Regions from separate parts of the Sus scrofa genome. Here region 1 is linked to region 2. The links are chromatin contacts, called in public HiChIP or PLAC-seq maps. All regions are on one chromosome and are shown on one strand. Each heading gives the region's core, a stretch centred on a gene start, on an enhancer-like site or on the middle of the called end of the contact. The rest is flanking DNA. Distances are from core to core; before and after follow the strand shown. Region 1 overlaps C9H1orf21. Region 2 holds the start of C9H1orf21.

Region 1 (5,273 bases), core at 1,913-4,412, 160 kb after region 2:
TGCTTCAAAATTACTATAGTGGAGTTCCCGTCATGGCTCAGTGGTAATGAACCTGACTAGTATCCATGAGGGCATGAGTTCAATTCCTGGCCTTGCTTAGTGGGTTAAGGATCTAGAGTTGCCATGAGCTGTGGTGTAGGTCACAGATGTGGGTCAGATCTGGCATTTCTGTGGCTGTGGCATAGGCCTGTAGCTGCAGCTCTGATTCAACCCCTAGCTTGGGAACTTCCATATGCTGCAGGTACGGCCCTAGAAAGACAAAGGAAAAAAAGATTATAAATTTATATTTAAATAAATGTGGAGTTCCTGTCATGGCTCAGTGGAAGTGAATCTGATCAGTAACCATAAGGACACAGGTTCAATCCCTGGCCTTGCTCAGTGGGTTAAGGATCTGGTGTTGCCCTGAGCTGTGGTATAGGTCGCAGATGCGGCTCAGATCTTGTGTTGCTGTGGCTGTGGCTGCGGCATAGGCCAGTGGCTATAGCTCCGATTCAACCCCTAGCCTGGGAACCTCCATATGCCACAGGTTTGGCCCTAAGAAGACAAAAAAAGGAGTTCCTGTTGTGGCTCAGTGGTTAACGAATCCAACCAGGAACCGTGAAGTTGCGGGTTTGATCCCCCCCCTCCCCCGGCCTCTCTCAGTGGGTTAAGGATCCAGCGTTGCCATGAACTGTGGTGTAGGTTGCAGACTCGGCTCGGATCCCGCGTTGCTGTGGCTGTGGTGTAGGCCGGTGGCTACAGCTCCGATTCGACCCCTAGCCTGGGAATCTCCATATGCCACAGGAACAGCCCTAAAAAAGGCAAAAAGACAAAAAAAAAAAAAAAAAAAATATATATATATATATATATATAAAGTCAGGGAAGTATCATATACACTAACTTTTTGCCTTTTTAGTGATTGTGTTTTAAAATATTTTGGTCTCTCATTTTCTTTTAAGGTAAAAACATTGCTTTCCCACTCACTCTGCATATAAAATAGCTTTGTCAGCTTTTTTCTTTTTGTTCTATTGCTTTTATGATGTGTAAAAATTCAGGTGTGGAGGAGTTCCCTGGTGACTCAATGGGTTAAGGATCTGGCCTTGTCACTGCTGTGGCTTGGGTCACCACTGTGGCTCAAGTTGCTGCTATGGCACAGGTTCAGTCCCTGGACCCATAATTTCCACATTCTATGGGCACAGCCAAAAAAAAAAAAGAAAATTCAGGGGCTGTGTAGTAGGGAAGGTATTGCCAACTAGGCAGTTCTGGGACATTCTTGACAGATGTTTTTTCCCCTAGTCCATCACTTTTTTTAATTAAAAATTTATCAGTAAAGTCCCAAAATTCTATTTATTTTTATGTATTCATATTGTGCTAATTTTAGATAAGTGTATACATCCCCAAAAACCCTAATTATATAGAGAAAGTGCTTTTAGAATGATGATTAAAAAGCAAAATGAACCCATCGTGGCTCAGTGGTTAACGAACCCAACTAGTACGTGGGTTCAATCCCTGGCCTTGCTCATTGGGTTGAGGTTCTGGCATTTCCATGGGCTGTGGCTGTGGCGTGGGCCGGCGGCTACAGCTCCGATTAGACCCCTAGCCTGGGAACCTCCATAAGCCACAGGTGCGGCCCTAGAAAAGCAAAAAAAAAAAATATAGTAATTGATTGGAGATATTAATGGATATTTTTCTTTAAGGTACTAGTGACTATTGTATGTTTTTGTGTAAAAAGAAATAGTATAAATGTTTAAATATTAAATAGATTAAATAAATATAGATGTTTAACTATTCAATAGATTTAAATATCAAGGAAAGCATATTGTGCTAGATGAGATTGTAAAGCCTGTTAATGTCTACTTTTGAAAACTTCTGGGGAGGAAATACATTAATTTGTTTTAACTTTGTAGACCACTCAATTTTCTTCACCTTTTTTTTTCTTCTTCACCCATTTTTAAGAGGCAGATTGTAATGCTGCCCACAGCATGTTTGCTCAATTTCTCTTAGCTGCCTTCTGAATCTCATCTGGCAGGGCTGAGGAGCAGAGGTTGTGGCAGTAAACCCAGCCCTCCAGAAGTCAGGTCTCTTCCAGATTTGTGAGGATGGCCTTATGGGACTTGGTTAAACCATAACTGGCTGTTGAGAGCTTGAGATAGTCCAGCTGGTGACATGATGAAAGAAAAGGACTCTGTTGTGTTAAAGAGACTTTTTCAGCCCTGTTGAGGTATATTTGACAAAATTTGTCTATATTTAAGATATACAAAGGGATCTAATATATGTATACATTGTGAAATACCACAGCCCATCATCTCACAGTTACCTTTTCTTTTTTTTTTTTTGGTAGTGAGAACACTTAAGATCTGCCCTCTTAGCAAATTTCGAGTATACAATACAGTGTTGTTAACTGTAGTCACTGTAGTATGTAGGCACATACTAGGCGGTCGGTGCCCAGAACGTATTTATCTCACAACTGAGTTTGTCCCCTCGACCAGCATCTCCCTTCTCCCTCCCACAGTCCCCCAAAAGATGTCTTTTGAATACAAGATGGTTTGGAACAGGGTAGCTGTCCTTTTAAAAGAGGATGAAAAGGAACTTCATATCTCAAGTATCAAAATATATAATAAACCTGTCAGTGTATTATAAACATAAGAATCGGTGGAACAGAATAAATAGCCCTAAAATACTACAGAGACACACAACTACAAAGACACACAACCACACACACACACACACACACACACACACACACACACACATTTACTATCATTAAGGGAAGAAATGGATTTATTCAGCAAACCACACACCAAAATGCACTCCGGAGAACTGGAGAATTATGTGGGAGGGTTTTTTGGTTTTTTTCATGTTTTTTAAAGTATAGGAGAAAAAAAGAGGTGACTGTTTATTAAGTGATACTGGGATTGGGAAGGATTTTGAAATATAAAAGCAGTGGAAGAAACCACAGAGGAAAGAATTACTTTATTTCACCATGTTTTACGAACGATAGTCATGAGTGTAAGGAACGAAACCAACTCAAAAGACCACAGGTATATGGAGGGTTTACTGGAAAGGGATGTGGGATTAATCCAAGGGCAAGGATTAATTGGGCTGCGCCTTCCCGAGACTGAGCTAGAGAAGTGACTCAAGATTCTGGAAGGACCGGGAGTGTGAGCACTGGACGTACGCTGGTTGCACAGCCAGTGTCTGCTTCTTTCTGGTCAGCTGTCCCACCCCGGACCAGCTGGGCTTGGCTGGCAGAAGGGAGGACCCACAGCCTCGTCTGGACGGGAACAAACTCTCTTGAGAATGTGAGTTGGACAGAAAAGAGCTCAGGGCAGGGCAGGGGTGATTCATGCCTAATATATGCAAATTTGAAACTCCTTAGAACAAAAAGTACAACAAACATTTAAAAGAGAAATACTACCCAGTTAAAAAAATATGTATTTGTAACAAATATTATCACCTAAAGAGATTTAATGTCTTTAATATAAAGAGTGGTTTTGTCTGATAATAAGGATACCTTGAACAATTCAGCTTTTTAAATGGGCAGAGTACATGAATAGAGAGTTTGTGGATAAGAAACAAAAGAAAAAAGATAGTATACAGAAAAGAAAAAAATTACCATTATTGGAAGCAAAAAAAAAAATCAAATTTAAGAAAATAATAAGATACATTTTTTGTCTAGGAAATTGTTTTATGCCTTTTTTGGGGTTTGTTTTAAAAATTGTGCTGTTATTTCTGGCAAAGGTCAAGTGGATCAGACGTTCGTGTCCTTCCGCTTGAGCGTGTATATGGTTACAACCTTTCTGGATGAAAATACTGTAAGCAGTAAAGATAGATGCTCATGTACAAATTGATCAAATACTTTTAAGAAAAAGGAAATAAAAGATATGTATAAAGGAAGTTATTGCAGGAGTTCCCATCATGGCGCAGTGGTTAACAAATCCGACTAGGACCATGAGGTTGCAAGTTCGATCCCTGGCCTTGCTCAGTGGATTAAGGATCTGGCGTTGCCATGAGCTGTGGTGTAGGTCGTATACTCGGCTCAGATCCTGCGTGGCTGTGGCTGTGGCTGTGGCCGGTGGCTGCAGCTCCAATTCAACCCTAGCCTGGGAACCTCCATATGCCTCGGGAAGCAGCCCTAGAAAAGGCAAAAAGACCAAAAAAAAAAAGGGAAGTTATTGCAGCATTACGTGTAATGGTGGAAATCTGGAAATAACCCACATCCTCGTATTAGCCTAAAGGTTATTAAATAGTTTATCTATATAATGAAATAGTGTAAACCTTTAAAAATCATTTGTTCACAAAATGTTTATTTACATAATTCCAGTATTGTAAATAAACAGCAGAGAAAGAGAGAAAGAAACAAAGAGTTGTGAAATCAGCAGAGAAAATATTCCAAACTGTTAATGGCACTTGGTAGGACAAATTATTCATTTCCTACAGTGAAAATATTACTTTGCTTATCGGAAAAACAGCAGCAACAACATGTTTGATGTTTGTATCAAAGGAAACTAGACATTTTAATCATGTAGCTTAGAAAAGGAACATACCTATTCAGGAGAGTCATTTCCATACATTCCTGGCGTATTGGTTTAAAAGGATTAAGTGAGCAAATCCATCTCTACAGGTCTTGATACATGCTCACCTCTCGTCTTAGGGACTCAGTAAATGTCCACTGTACATTCAGATCCTAAATCTCTGTTCGTACATGCGCAGAGGGCCCAAAGCCTGCTGAGTATGTCTACTCGATTCTTCATGCAGTTTGGATGCAGCTTTTCACAGGTACCAGGATGAAGGAAGACATATTTTATTATCTTAGGTTAGGAAAAAACATTTAGCTTTAAATTCTATTAATAAATCTAAGAGAAACAAACTAATTCCATTTTTTTCTAGTAATAATGTTAGGCTCAGCAGTTATTTCACAGTAGACTTTAAATATTTATTTTAAAAAAAAACTAGTTGAGAATTCACATAAATTATATCCTACTATTTATTCTTTAAAAAAGTCAATGCCTATTTACTGTTTGCCTAGCTGTAAAGGCATGATCTTATCTTCATAATCTTTTTTTTTTTTTTTTTTATGGCCACACCTATGGCATATGGAAATTCCTGGGCTGGAAATGGAATCTGAGCCACAGCTGCAGCCTGTGCCGCAGCTGTGGCAATGCCGGGATCAACCTCCTGCTTCCACAGCAACCTTGCAATCAGGTTCTTAACCCACTGTGCCACAGCAGAAACTCCTCATCTCCATAATCCTGTGGTTACAGCTTTTTACTCCCATTTTACAGAAACAGAGC
Region 2 (4,812 bases), core at 395-2,894:
TACCAAATCTGAGATTAGACTATTTATCTAAAATAACAACTCATATTTATTGAGTTCTTGCTACATGTCGGGCAGTATGCCAAGTGTTTTATATGCATTGCCACCTCATTTTATTTTCACAAGTCTATGAGATAGACTGGTGTCATCAATCCCATTTTACAGATGAGGGAAGGGAGGAAGGCTGAAAGAAATGAAACAAGTCGCCTAAGGTAACAGACATGGTGGCTGGCAGTGCCTGCCTGGAATCCTAATTAGCCTACCATCCCTTTTTAACCATCCCTCTTCAAGGGGCTAGACTACAAAGAGTTCTGGATCCACAGAGAAAAATCAACTAGAACATGGATAATTTAAAAAATGCAATACAGGTGAGTTTCAAAAACAGTGTAATACCAGCCTTTCAAATCAAAAAAAGTGAGAGCGCTGGAAAACCTTTTTTTTTTTTTTTTTTCTCTCAAGAAGGCTGACTTCCTAGCCATTGTAGATGGGTTATTAACTCATTTCATTAAACTAAATTATTAATTTGCTTTTCAATTAAGTGTGTCATCACTGTCACAGCTCTGATGTGTCCTTCCCCATTTTCCAACATATCTGGGCCCAAAGTGAGAAGTAATTCGGTTTGGGAGGATCTTTTGCCCCTATTGTTTTCTTGGGTGTCCTCACTCGGGAGGCCTGGCATTCCTCACGTGTCTGGGGCAATACAGGAGCAGCCAAGCGCGAGGAAGCCACACAAAAGGCATCCAATCGCTATCAATGTTGAAAGATCAATTCGGTGAGCACACGAAACACACCCGATAGGACCAGAAAAGGGAGAAAAATCCCTTCTCCCAAAGGGTGAGACATTGGTTGACCTCTTGTGAGTGTCCACATACACAAAACACCAAGCAGGTGAAGTGTGGGCGGCGATCTTTCTGAATCCCCAATCATCTCACACGCCACGCAGGCTCGGCCTCCGCCCTTTAGTCCCAAGAGGCCGGGAGGGGCCAAAGGGGCTGTAGGGCGCTAAGTCTCGGGAGGGGTCGCGGCTGGCTCCTTACCCTCCCCAGTGCCGCTTCTGCCCAGGAGCCAACGCTCCATTCACGTTGCAGGCGCTGCGGCTCCAGGGCAGGAGGAAGGCGGTTTGGTGTCGGGGCCGGGGCCGCCTGGGAGCGCCCGCCGGTCCAGCAAGGGGAGGGGCCGCGCGGCGAGCCGAGGATGCCCGGCCTTCCCTTCTTCGGCTTCCAGCAGGCGCAGCCCCGCGGCTGGGCCCAAGGGCTGGCTGGGGTTTCTCGCAGAACTGGGCCGTCCGGGCCTCCGAGCGGCCCCGCGGCTCCCACGCCACTGCCCGGGTGCCAGACTCAGGACGCAGCTTTCCCGCCGGGGTCTCCCTTCCCGCTGGCCGGCCGGTGCTGGATGCGCGCGCGCGCGCGCACACACACACACATACACACAAACGGAGACAGACACACACGCCCGTGCTCGTCCTCTTTCCTTTTCTGCAGCCCTGGCACCCCCCTCGCCCAGTCTCTTGCTCCAGGGTGCGGGGCGCCCTCACGGCCTCGGCAGGGCAGGCCCCTCCCGGGGGCGAGGCGGGGAGCTGGACCCGCGCGGGAGCCGGGCGCGGGGAGGGGCCAGCGGTGGGGGCGTGGCCGGCTGCTCCCGCCCCTCGAGTGAGTGACTGGGCGAGGAGGTCCCCTCCTTCCCTCCCTCCCTCCCTCCCTCCCTCCGTCCCGGTCCCCTCCCCTGCTCGCAGCCCGCCGGCTCCAGCTCGCTCCCTGCCCACTCCCGGGGGGACGTTCCGTGCCGCGGCCGCTGCGGCCGCCGCTTCTTTCACACTTGAGTTGGGAGCCGCGCGCCGCGCTCAGTTACTGGCGAGCTGGCCGCGCGCCGCCGCCTCCCGCACGCACGCACGCACGCGGGCCGGGCTTCGGGGGCTTAGGCTCTTACTCCCGGCAGCTGGGAGGAGGGGGAGACCCCGTCTGACTGTGGGGAGGAGGAGGAAGAGGAGGAGGAGGGAGGAAGAAAACAGGCGAGGAGCACCCGGGCGGGGGGCGGGAGGCTTGCCACCTTCAGCCCCCCCGCGAGCGCCCAAGGTAAGCGTGAGCCCCCGCCAGCCCGGGGCGGCGGGAGTTGGCGGCGCAGCCCGCCCGGGCTCCGCTCCCCGGCGCGCCCGGGTGGGCTGGGAGGGAGGCCTGCGGGGTGCCTGCCGCGCGGCGGGGATGCGAGCCGCGGTCTTGGCGCTGCCGGCCCGCGGCCCGGGCTGGGGCGGCTGGGGCGGCTGGGGCCGGGGCTGCTGGGGCTGCTGGGGCTACCGCCGCCGCTGCGGGGCCGGCGGGGCTGCAGGGGACGGAAGCTGGGGTGCGGGGAGCTGGAGGGGGCGTCTGCTGGCCGGGGCGGAGGGACTGGGATGCGGTTGGGGCTGCTGACGACTTTGGTCACATTGAGGCCTGGGTGGCTGGGGTTCGACACCCCTCCCTTGCCACCCGCACCCCCGCCGCCCTCAGCCTTTCCTGCTCCTCTCGAGCTTTGCCTGTAGCCGCCGTACTTTGCAAGCCAGAGCTTGGAAGAAAACACAAAATTTAGAATCCTTTGCTAAATCTCCAAGTCTCTTCTCCCGCTCCGACAGATTGATGTGTTTGTGTGGGTGCTGTGATCCCTGGGATTTTTGAAGTTTTGACCTTTTTGGGGTGGCTTGTTTCCGTGCAGCTGTTTGCCCATCTCGATGTATTTATTATTCGTGCCCATGCGAGGCAGCCAGAGGGTGCTTCGTTATTGTACAAGGGAAAGATTTCACTCCCCTCTGCAGGCAGTTCTCGGAGTGCGGCCGCCGCAGCTGCCTCTGGTCTTCTGCTCGATGTCCTTCCCCATCTTCCACCCTGCCCCCCACCTCCTCCGAGGGATTCCCCCCCCCCCCCAGCTCCTACCGTTTGTGTGAGAGAAGCCCCTGGGTTTAGAGGCTCTCATTTCCCATTCATCCCTCTTCTAAAGCTCTGAATTGGATCAGGCACGATGGTGGAAATTGAGGTGGCTTTCTTTGCTCCAAGAGTTGCACGGTCAGAGATAAAAATATATACACAACAACAACTCATTAATCCTGGGGGATGACAAGCACAATTTGAGATCGAAGTGTTTGGTTTCCAGTAGGAAGTTGACGACCTATGTATGAGGTATCTTCCATCGCATGCGGGGTAGGAAAATTGTTTTAAAATAGATAGCGCTTGTGTTCTACGTGGCTGGAAGACAAGCCCTAAAGTTCAGCTATTGGAGCAAGTCTGAAAGTGATACACCCTGGTCACACAGAACCTCGGTAAAGACACATATGCTCTGACTCAGACTTTGGGAGCTGGGCTGACACACCATGAATTCTATGTAGCACTTTTAATTTTTTTTTTTTTTTTTTTTTCTTTTAGGAAACAGTATGGGCTGTTTGGGGAAGTGACATGTTCATTACACACAGTCTGATGTTATGAGCCCTTCCCTACTCCAGGGGCTGGGCTCACCTTCTGCCTAATGAGAATAACCTTTCCCTTAGTAGAATTGGGGTATACCTGGGTAGAAAAAAATTGTGGGTAGGGCTTGGGCTGCTTTAACTTTCTTGAGGGGAAAAGGTGATGTTTCTGAAGAGTTTTTAAGTCCAAGATGCTCCATTTGGAGGTTCTCGTCCTTTTTTCATATTTCTGTAGCTGGATTTTAGGATCAATAGAACATGTTCTGTGTTGCTGCTTTGGAAATGCAATTGATCAGACATGGAAATTAATTTAGGCTTGATCATCTGTTTGTTTTTGTTTTTCTGCTTGTAAAGTAGGAAGTGCTAGTGATAGGACAACTGAATATATTCACATCTGCATTAAACCCACACTAGGACTAGCACTTCAGGGATCAGAAATGTGGCATCAAAATGTAACCTCCCTTGTGTTTCCTGTTGTGCACACTGGGTTCGGAGAACCGGCTCTGAAAGGCTACTAGGAAAAGCAACAATGACAAGCAAACTCAGCCCTTGGATGAGCAGATGCTTGTGAAGGAGTAGGGTGCTTCTTCTGTCAACTTTATCTGCATCTGGGCATTTTTCCCAAGAAAAATGGGAAATTTTGGTTGGTAGGGAGATCTTCTATCCAGTGTGACAAGTTCATCCTAGAACAGCCCTGGGATTCCAGCATCCCTCCTCAGCACTGACTCAGTTTCCCTGGTCGAGCTGATGATTTTGTTTTCTTGGCTAGTAAGTTACCCTTTTGCCATCGGGTCCCTGACTTCACTTTATTGTCCTGCTCTGTCGGATTTCTGGGAATTAATAGGCCCCTGTCTGAAGTGTTTGAGTTTCTTGAGGAATCACAGGGTTGAAATCAAACCTTGTCCAGTAATTGGCAGTATTTGCTGTGATGCAGAAACTCTGCCCAGGAGGAAGGTGGCGTGACCCATTGTGAGAGGCATTTCCAGGTTGATGGTGCCTTGGTGCTGTGCTGGATTTTGGACCAGGCAAGCCTTGCCTGCTACATCCTGAGTGGCTTGCTGCAGACTCCTAGTGGCTGCCTTCTACTGGCTAACTTCTGTCAGAGAATGAGATGCCCCAGTTGGAGAGGAAGAGTGATGGTGCCTCCCCTTAGAACAGGAGAGTGCAGAAGAACATTCGCAGAGGGCCCCAAGCATGATAGTTTTCAGCTTCATGTGAATTTAGCAATGCAGCATGGAGCCCTGCAAGGCAGGGACAAGTGCCTTTTGGGCCGTCTTATGTTCCTTCCTTAGAATTTTAGAAGTCCCAGATCTTAGGAGAAGTTAAAGTTGTGAGTAACTAGGTTCTCATTAAAACATGAAGAACAGATTGCAAAAAATCAACATAAA

The links. HiChIP or PLAC-seq counts read pairs in DNA pulled down with a chosen protein or histone mark.
Region 1: an H3K27ac HiChIP or PLAC-seq map of skeletal muscle shows a contact between it and region 2. The contact joins the enhancer-like site here to the promoter of C9H1orf21 in region 2. A contact is called at or near these places in 1 of 5 promoter capture datasets (liver), 6 of 47 Hi-C or Micro-C datasets (alveolar macrophages, embryonic fibroblasts, fetal skeletal muscle and 2 more) and 1 of 2 datasets of contacts at active chromatin or transcription factors (skeletal muscle).

The regions. Positions count from the first base shown.
Region 1 is chr9:125,774,914-125,780,186 of Sscrofa11.1, forward strand. All of the region lies in intron 3 of C9H1orf21, which reads left to right. Among named protein-coding and RNA genes, the nearest start is that of C9H1orf21, 160 kb to the left of the region's middle. Within about 2 kb of position 3,163, at least 11 of the 83 cell types and tissues checked have an H3K27ac peak or open chromatin away from gene starts, as enhancers often do. A contact at or near this core is called in skeletal muscle, where this site is marked.
Region 2 is chr9:125,611,438-125,616,249 of Sscrofa11.1, forward strand. It overlaps C9H1orf21, which reads left to right and starts at 1,645. Exons shown (of 6, transcript XM_003482739.3): 1 at 1,645-2,069.